Linked DNA regions of Macaca mulatta: region 2 is linked to region 1. The links are chromatin contacts, called in public Hi-C maps. All regions are on one chromosome and are shown on one strand. The core of a region is the stretch at or near the end of the contact, and the rest is flanking DNA. Distances in the headings are between cores, read along the strand shown.

Region 1 (4,937 bases), core at 1,671-4,170:
AGGTCGGGAGTTCGAGACCTGCCTGGTCAACATGGTGAAACCCTATCTTTGCTAGAAATACAAAAATCAGCCCCGCATAATGGCACATGCCTATAGTCCCAGTTACTCAGGAGGCTGAGGGAGGAGAATCACGTGAACCCAGGAGGCGGAGGCTGTGGTGAGCCGAGATCGTACCACTGCACTCCAGCCCAGGTGACAGAGCAAGACTCGTCTCAAAAAAAAAAAAAAAATCCCAATTGTATCTAAAGATACAATTGGCCAGTGATTGGGAAAGCCAGATCTAAGAGCCACATATCCTGTACATTTTAAATATGAAAAATACAAGCAATACATTTGTATCAATTTAAATCACCTTCCATCTAGCTCTCGGACCGCATCAGCTGCATCTCGGGGATCTTCAAATTCAACAAAAGCAAAGCCGGGTGGGTTTCTAGCAACCCACACACTTCGGAGTGGTCCATAGTAGCCAAAAGCCCGTTCCAATTCGGTCTTGTTGCCATTGTTTCCAAGATTGCCTACATAAACCTTACAGTCCAATGGACAGGAATCACGATGCATTTCTGTAATGAAAAATACCAAAAATATTCATTTATCTAAACATCTACAGTTAAAACCACAGATCCTTAGAAAGAATTCCATTATGGTGCACAAAAGAGTTTAAGGTAGCATGTAAAGAGAAAAAAAAACTTAATTCCAAAATGCTAGAAACCAAACAAGAAATGTTACTGCTAAGCACCTGTTCCCCCATAACTTTTACTCTCCTGACCCTCAGGAAGCCAGCAATTAGTGAAGGAAAAAACAGCTTCCTTGGAACGTGAGAACACTGGAGGAGCATTTACCATCATCTGGGCCGTGAGTTAAAGACTTAACCTGTTATTTTATTTAATCCCCCAAATAAAGCATTTCTAGAAAAGTATAAAAGAGTTCTGTTGGGGACTCAAAACCAAATACAACAATGATGAAGAAAGCTAGTCCTTTAGGTTACACTACCAGAAAAGGGATTCAAAGTGCCTACATAAGCCAAAACGTATCAGCTTTAATAAAAAGCCAACTTTTCATTTAAAAAAAAAAAAGCCCATGGACCGGGCTCACGCCTGTAATCCCAGCACTTTTGGGAAGCCGAGGCAGGCGGATCACGAGGTCAGGAGTTCGAGACCAGCCTAGCCAATATGGTGAAACTCCGTCTCAACTAAAAATACAGAAATTAGCCGGGCATGGTGGCGCACACCTTTAGTCCCAGCTACTCGGGAGGCTCAGGCAGAACAATCGCTTGAACCCGGGAAGCGGAGGTGGCAGTGAGCCAGATCGCGCCACTGTACTCCAGTCTGGGCGACAGAGCGAGGTTCCATCGTCAAAAAAATAAAAATAAATAAATGCATGCCTATTTTGGTCATTTGAAATCATAGGAACAAGGCTGCTATCACATGTCATTAAATAGACCAAAGTCTTATGCAGTAAGAATTTCTCAAGCAACGAGACCAACTTTCCAGTTTTTTTTTTAAACGTAAGCTCATAGCAGCACTTATTCACAGTAGCCAAAAGGTGTTAACCCAAATGTCCATCAACAGAAACGGATAAGCAAAATGTGGTATAGACATAAAATGAGTATTGTTCAGAATGATGTACTGACAAATACTCCAACGTTGGAAAATCTTGAAAACATTACGCTAAAGAAGCCAGACATAAAAATACACGATTCCATAAATACTAAATATCTAAAATAGCTAAGTTCAGAGAGAGAGATTAGTGGTGGCTAGTGACTGGAGGAAGTGGGACAGGGAAACTGGGAGTAAGGGCTCAATGGGTAGGAGTCTCCTGGGGGCGGTGGGGGGTGACGGAAATGTTTTGGAACTACGTGTAAGTGATGATTACACAACACTGATTATACTAAATACCACTTTGGGATAATTTTACTTTAATAAAAAGCTACAAAGAGGTATTTGCTACTCAAAAATTCACTGCACTTTGGGGACTTATTTTTTTGTTTTTCCTTGGCGGACTTACATTTGATTAAGCTTTATTACTTAGTCGTCACTTCGGCGATGAATCTGATAAACTTGTAGACCAGTTTCAATTACATAAAAACCATATACTCAATAATTTAGCTGAAGTGCTTTCCATAAACACCACGTTCTTACTCTGGGCTCGTCTAATTAAAATATCCAGTCCAGACACATCCTACTTGCTGTGACCACACCCTGTGCCCAGGAGTTCTAAGATCAAACCACTGGTGAAAATCTTTAAAAACACTGCTGGCATCTGTCTTAAGCCTACATTTTAATGGGAGGCGGCTGAAAGAACGAATCTTAATAAGTTCAAGGAAGATCGTTCGGTCTTAGAAAAAAGTGATTAGATTCAGGCTGCAAAAACTGAAACTACATTAAAGTAAAAGTGATTACGGGGGCCATTTAACATGAATTAGAAGGTCCAGTCTTGGTTAGTGACTTTACAAAAGCATTCCGAGGAGCTTCCCAATTAAATGATGGGCCCAAAAAAAAGGCGCCATAAACATAAAAAGGCTGCGACCTGGAATACAACTCGGCTATCGGTCCCCTTTGTGGTTCCCAACTCCCGGGTAACCCCCTATCCTGGCTCATCACCCACTGAGGAATATAAACACCTCCACCCCAAGACTAGGAAACCCTCTGATGGGCCGGGAACCCCCGCCACCGCCCCGTGCTGAACGTCACAAAATGGCGGCGGCGCCTCTTTGTCTCAATCTGGCGCCGCCATTGGGCCTGGCTCCTCCTTGGTACGGTTAAATTCCACTTCCACCTCACTCCCTCTTTCGCTGGTCTCTTACCGAGATCTAGGGTTAAGAAATGCAGCGGCTCAAATCCACACGCTCCGATGGGTCTTCCTGCTTTCCTCCGACCCAACACCCACCAATGCTCTCGCTCACCCGGCGTCCACGAAATGGCGGACCACCGCTTTCTCCTCGCCTTTATTTATACGCCATACTGGAATCACATGATTGGACGGACTCGCCCAATGAGAAGCAGAAGAGGCCGTGACGTAGTGGCTACAAACGCAGCGAGAGCCGCGGTTGCTGGGAGCGCGCTCTGGCGGTTGCGCCGGGTGGGTGGAGAAGTGCGCCGGCGCGCGCGCTCGTTGTAACAGGCCTGGCGCTCCCTCGAGCGTTCTTCCTAGTGTGTCGACCTTCAAGTTACCCACAGACCCCTCTTCCTAACCTCCAAATGGGCTGGGACTTCATAAACAGCACCGTCCCCGTCACGCCCAAACACTAATCGGAGCCGTTGGCTCCTAACAAGATTAAGAGATGAATTAATTAAGTGCTTCACCCTTGTGAGCGGTTAGGCTGGACCTAAGAGCATCGCGTTTACAAACAGGTCACGGAGCTGTTTGTGACCCAGCTGGCACCAGACTGTGGCCGCCTAGATTCCACCCTGAAGGAAAAACCTGGTTTGAAAAGTTTGCCCAACTCTTGCTGGTTTCTCGCCTCTCACGCAAACTTGCAGGACTTGGCGCTGACAGCAAAGGAGACCGGTCAGGTGACCTGGAAACTATCACCTTTAGCAAACACCGGGAAAAGGAAGTTTCTGAAGAAGATTGAATGTAAATTGTGGGCCCCCAAGCGAATGCCGGGAGGGGTATCTCGGGCCTTTCTCCTAGCAGCCCTTGCACTGCCTGGCATGTATTTTGTCCGGACCACTTCCCTTAGGAACACAGAGCCACAAGAATAATTAACTCTAAGGGGAGAGAGACTGTGATAAGCTTAGAAAAATCACCAAGGGCCGGGCGCCGGGCTCACGCCTGTAATCCCAGCACTTTGGGAAGCCGAGGCAGGCGGATCACTTGAGGTCAAGAGTTCAAAACTAGCCTGGCCAACATGGTCATTAGTTCAAAACCAGCCTGGCCAACATGGTGAAATCCCGTCTCTACTAAAAATACAAATATTGGTCGGGCGTGGTGGCGGGCGCCTGTAATCCCAGCTACTTGGGAGGAGAGCAGAAGAATCACTTGAACCCAGGAGGTGGAGGTTGCTGTGAGCTGAGATCCTCCCACAGCACTCCAGCCTGGGCCACAGAGCGAGACTTCGTGTCAAAAAAAAGGAAGAAAATAAAAATCACCAAGATTTCCTGAACAGTTCAGCTAGTCTCCTGCCCCCAAATATACCCCCACCCTAAACCCCTTTCAGTCTAGTCTGACGTATTGCTAAATTTACTTGTTATATCTGCTCTAAAAAAAAAAAAAAATGAGAAAAAGGCTGGGTGTGACGGTTCACGCCTGTAATCCCAGCACTTTGGGAGGCCAAGGCGGGCCCATCACCTGAGGTCAGGAGTTCAAGACCAGCCTGGCCAATATGGTGAAACCCCATCTCTACTAAAAACACAAAAATTAGTCCGGCGCGGTGGCACACACCTGTAATCCCAGCTACCCGGGAGGCTGAGAGAGGAGAATTGTTTGAACCCGAGAGGCAGAGGTTGCAGTGAGTTGAGATCATTCCATTGCACTCCAGCCTGGGTGACAGAGCGAGACTCCGTCTCAAAAAAAAAAGAGAGAGAAAGAACCTGTGTTTTTATTTATTCCCTCTTAGCTGAAAGATATGCCAATTATTACGTTTTTCCGTTTTTTGTTTTTTTAGAGATAGAGTCTTGCTCTGTAGCCTAGGCTGGAGTGCAATGGCGTGACTTCCGCTCACTGCAACCTCCGCTTCCCGGGTTCAAGCAATTCTCCTGCCTCAGCTTCCTGAGTAGCTGGGATTACAGGCATCTGTAAACACACCCGGCTAATTTTTGTATTTTTAGTAGAGACGGAGTTTCACCATGCTGGTCAGTCTGGTCTCGAACTCCCCACCTCAAGCAATCTGCCCGCCTCGGCCTCCCAAAGTGCTGGGATTACAGGCCTCAGCCACAACACCTGGCCAGCCAATTATTATGTTTTAACTTTCCCAGGTATTTTTCTTTTGAAGCCTT
Region 2 (4,937 bases), core at 1,389-3,888, 43 kb after region 1:
AAATCAAAATGAATGCAAAAAATCCATGATGAACAAGACATCAAAATTTAAAATAAAGCTCGACTCACTGTGTAAGGTGGTTCATGCCTGTAATCCTAGCACATTGGGAGGCCGAGGTAGGAGGATCACCTTAGAACAGGAGTTTGAGACCAGACTGGGCAACATAGTGAGATCTGTCTCTACAAAAAATTAAAAAACTAGCCGAACAAGGTCATGTGCACCTTTGGTCCCAGCTACTCACGAGGTTGAGGTGGGAGGATTGCTTGAGCCCAGGAGTTCGAGGCTGCAGTGAGCTACGATTGTGCTGCTGCTCTCCAGTCTGGATGACAGAGTGAGACCCTGTCTCAAAAAACAAACAAACAAACAAACAAATACTGGGATGTGACAACATCAGAATTATGCAGGTCGGATCATTCTAATTTCTAACTCAGAGTCTGGGATGGGTATAAGTGATTTCAGTTGTGGTGGTGGTGACAGGAAAGGGATTCAGATGCTTGAGTGGCCAAAAAGAATGACAAATGTCCATTATAGTTATTGGAATCTTGGTAAAATGTCACCTTTTGGGTTCCTGCAGAAAGAGCAGCATAATTTGGCTGGGCTGTTTTAAGGAAAACTTTAGTGCTTATTTGAGTTGTGGTACAGATAAATTAATATAGGAGGAGAAGGCCGGGTATGGTGGCTCACACCTGTAATCCCAGCACTTTGGGAGGCAGAGGCGGGCAGATGACGTGGTCAAGAGATTGAGAGCATCCTGGGCAACGTGGTGAAACCCCATCTCTACTAAAAATACAAAAAAAAAAGAAAAGAAAAGAAAAGAAAAGAAAATTAGTTGAGCATGGTGGTGTGTGCCTGTAGTCCCAGCTACTCAGGAGGCTGAGGCAGGAGAATCGCTTGAGCCCAGCCCAGGAGGTGGAGGTTGCAGTGAACTGAGATCGCACCACTGCACTCCAGCCTGGCGACAGAGCAAGACTCTGTCAGAAAACAAACAACAACAAAAACCCATATATATAGGAGGAGAGAAGAGAAAGTGAAATTCCTCTTCTGAAACTGGGAAAGCTCCAGGAGGAAGATAAGGTTTGAGCTGGGCTTTGGAGGAAGGAAAGGGAAAAGGAGAAAGAACATTGGATTTGCAGACAGGAAATGGGGTTCCCCTCTTGGTTACTTGGCTTACTAGCCGTGGGAATTCAGGCAAGTCACTTAGCTTCTCTGAGTGTCAATTACTTTATCTGCAAAACCTCCTGTGTCACTGCCAAAGTGAGGACCTAGTGAGATGAAATAAGTGAAAGTTGTTTGTAAACTGTAAAGCATTATGCAAACATCTTGGACTATTATTAAAAGCTTAAGGATGGGTAGGACTTTGACAACAGGCATTTGGGGAGAAGGGCCTCTGGGCAGAGAGAATGAAAGGCGAAGTGATTGATTGATATGTATGTAGTGATTGACTGAGACAGGATCTCCCTCTGTTGCCCAGGCCGGGGTGCAGTGTCATGATCATGGCTCATAGCAGCCCTGAACTCCTGGGCTCAATCAGTCCTCCTGCTTCATCCTCCCCAGTAGGTGGGACCACAGGCACGTGCCACCATGCTGGCCAACTAAAAACATTTTTTAAGAGGTGGAGTCTCCTATGTTGCCCAGATTGGTCTCAAACTCCTGGGCTCAAGAAGCGATCCTCCCACCTGGACCTCCCAAAGTGCTGGAATTACAGGCACGAACCACGGTGCCTGGCCAGAAGTGATTTTTGTAAGAGGCTAGACAAAAGGAAACTGGGCTTTGAAGATGAAATGAATTAATGACTCGCAGCACATGCTTCCTTCTCTCCCTAGATGACCCCTTTGCAGGCAGTCAGGGACCATGTCTCATTCATCTTAGTTTCCAGGAGCCTGACACTTTGTAGTTGAGGGCATTGTGCTCCATTCTCAAGAAACGAGGAGTGCCCAAAGGCCATGAAACTTGGGACCTCTTTACCCCCTAAAGTAGTACAGAATAAGAGTTGGGTGGCCTTGAAAAGCACGTTCTTCTGTCCACACTGGGTCGCCCTCTGGGCAACCTCCCAAACCTATGAGAGCTCACCTTATCCCAGGTAAGGTCCTTACTTTGAGGAAGAGGAGGGGGGCCAAAGGCTCCAGCAGACCTGCTCTACACGGGGTAGGGGAGTAGGTGGCAACTATACAGGTGATAACATTTCATATAACTACACACACATACACACGCACATGACTGCATGCCAAACAGGTTAAATCCGAGTATGGTCTGTAATGAAGTTAATTGTATTGGTTTAGTTAACTGTATTGTGACAATGTCAATTTCCTGGCTTTGAGAATGTTGTATCTTATGAAAAATGTTGAGGTAAGCTGAGTGGGTGACGGTATACGGAACCTGTATATATTAATTTTGCAACTTCTTGTGAGTCCATAATTATTTCGAAGTAAAAAGTAAAATAAAAGAAAACAAGGGAACTTCCCCCTCAGCCCAGCCTACTTCGCCACCGCCCCACACTCACACATCTGGCCTCACCCAGGTCCCGCCAGCTCCAGACTGGGGGTGAAGGGAGGGGCAAGGCGGGGCCACGCACGCGCAGTCCCTCAATCCCGGCCTCACCGGGAAGTCGCGCATGCGTAGTCTCGGCCCCGGGTTGCCGCTCCAGCCCGTCTCCGCGGCGGGGGACCAGGCTGCCTTGGCCCCTTAGCGCTCCCGTCTTTTCCGGCAGTTGGAACGCTTCCTGTTGTCCTCACCCGCAACAGCCCGTCGCCCCCTGTCTCAGAGACCCTCACGCGTCCCCTCCCGTCTTTGGCTCGTTGGCTGCCGCCGCCGGGGCTTCGCCAGCCTTCACGTCGAGACTACTGGTAGAAGGGGCGTCTGCGGCTCTCCGCCGCCCCCAGCCCTGCCTCTCCCGGGGCTCTGGTGAGTTGCTTGCTGCCGACGTCTTCACTCCATCCCAGGGTTCTTCCTTTATCTCCTCCTTCCCCAACCGCCGACTCCTCGGGCTTTCTCCTTCTCGCCGACGCCCTCTTTCAAGCCCTAACCTCTCAGCCTCTCGTCCCCTCTCCTCCCCTGTCCTCAGCCCTCTTCTTCCCCCGTCTCCAGATGCCCCTTGTTGGCCCTCCACATTTTCCCAGTCCCAGCCTCTCCACCCCGTCCTTTCTCTTTCTCCTTCTGCAGTTGGAGCGGGAGCCAGGCTCTCCTTTCCATGTTGCCACCTTTGTCTGCTCCCTGCCACCAGTCAGTCCCTCAGGGATCTCGGTCATCACCAGTTTTCATCTCCTTTTCCTTCTGGGGTCTGTGAACTGTAGTCTGAGGCAGAGATGTCGAAAGCCCCCTTGGGGTGTGGTATCTTTGAGTCGGCTCCTTTCTCCGTTAGTCTTAAGATACTGGGCTTCAGATAAGCTTAAAATCACAGGAAAGGCAGGGAAGTTTCTTAAGAAGAGAGTGGAAAAGCAACAGCCAGAGGAAAGGAAAAAGTCGATAAGGGCTGAGAGGAAAGTCTGTGTCAGAAAGCGGGCAGCACGGCCGGCAGAGAGACCAGATCTCTCAGTTCACTCTGAAACGACTAAAAGACACGGAGAGAAACTTGTTCTTTTTGAAATGCACCGAGGAGGGTTGGAGTGAAGTAGACCCTGAGTGTCTCCACCCTTTCAACTCACCCTGCCTCTGAATTAGCCAGGCAGTATATTTGGTTTCCCTAAACATAAAACAACCACCACTACGATAACAGACTCTCCTCCCCACCCTAAACGTTAGATACTAGCTTCCTCGTAAGAGGAGAGAACGCTATAGCAAACCATTTCATGTCCCAGCCCTATCCCCCATCACACATAAACATCACACATAAACACCTCACGCTCGGAATGGCCATCAAAAATGGGTATTTTTCCTAGTTAATCTTTCTTAAGGTGCTAAGTGCATAGCACTGTGCATGAAATGGGGGACGAACATTAAAACAAGCATAAGACGTGGTGCTTGCTTTCTAGTGTAGGTAGGGATTACTGTTCAGTAGGATTTACAGTTCAGTGGGAGAAATTAGACGTGCGGCTTAAGCAGTAATCTTAGCTTCAATGTTGAATCGTCCAAATGAAAGATAATGGGTTGTCAGCCGCAAAGAAATGAAGTCCAGATTGTTGCGAGAGGGTTATTTATAGTGATCATAGAGTACCATTGTAAAGTCAATCAGTTAGCCAGGCATAACCATATAGATTGAATCGCATAATGCTTTTCATTTGACTTCCTTTTGAGTTTGCAGGCCTTAGCCTGACTTTTATGAGGATCAATTCCTTTTGTTAATTTTTAAAACTTTGAAGAATTTCTCAGCCACCTGTTATTTCCTAATTGTGCAGAGCTGAAGAATGAAACAAACAGGGCAAAGGCCTCCAATGGCTTCTAGGTCAGGGCAGGAAGGCTTGAATTATGGAAAGCCTGAGGGATAGTTCTGTCTTAAGAAAAGTTGGCCGACCCGTAAACCTATGAATTGCTATAGGGCAATATTAATTACATCTTTTGATTAAAGGATATTAGAATTAGGCTAAATTTTTAATATTACAATAGAGGAAGTGGAGGAGGGTTTAAAAGGTCAAAGGGAAGGAGAGTGCAATCTTTATCATTTTATTAGAAACTCTAAAAGTTGAAAAACACTCTGCTTAAGAATTTGTTGGTCTAATATTTGAGCATCTTTGAGTTCATTTATTGTCCTTTTGATCTTTTTAAAAGTTTAGGTAGTAATGCCAGCTACTTAAATTAGTCAAAACATTTTTGATATACCCATCAGTGTAAATGTAGTCTTTATTCTTTTTTTTTTTTGAAAAGGATTCTCACTCTGCCACCCAGACTAGAGTGCAGTGGTGTGATCTTGGCTCACTGCAACCTCTGCCTCCAGGGTTCAAGCGATTCTCCTGTGTCAGCCTCCTCTAAGTAGCTGGGATTACAGGTGCCCGCCACCATGCCCG

Evidence for each region. Hi-C and Micro-C count contacts between places; a contact is called where the count stands out from the background.
Region 2: a contact with region 1 is called in a Hi-C map of CD4 T cells, with 2.1 times the contacts expected there. The contact joins the promoter of STK38 here to the promoter of SRSF3 in region 1. A contact is called at or near these places in 3 of 14 Hi-C or Micro-C datasets (CD4 T cells, fetal cortex germinal zone and fibroblasts).

The regions. Positions count from the first base shown.
Region 1 is chr4:145,662,268-145,667,204 of T2T-MMU8v2.0, forward strand. SRSF3 (serine and arginine rich splicing factor 3) reads right to left here and starts at 2,921. Exons shown (of 6, transcript XM_015136252.3): 1 at 2,804-2,921; 2 at 353-560. The coding sequence starts at 558.
Region 2 is chr4:145,705,725-145,710,661 of T2T-MMU8v2.0, forward strand. STK38 (serine/threonine kinase 38) reads left to right here and starts at 2,639. Exons shown (of 14, transcript NM_001260590.1): 1 at 2,639-2,901. LOC144340435 (a long non-coding RNA gene) reads right to left here. Exons shown (of 2, transcript XR_013416542.1): 2 at 2,613-4,807.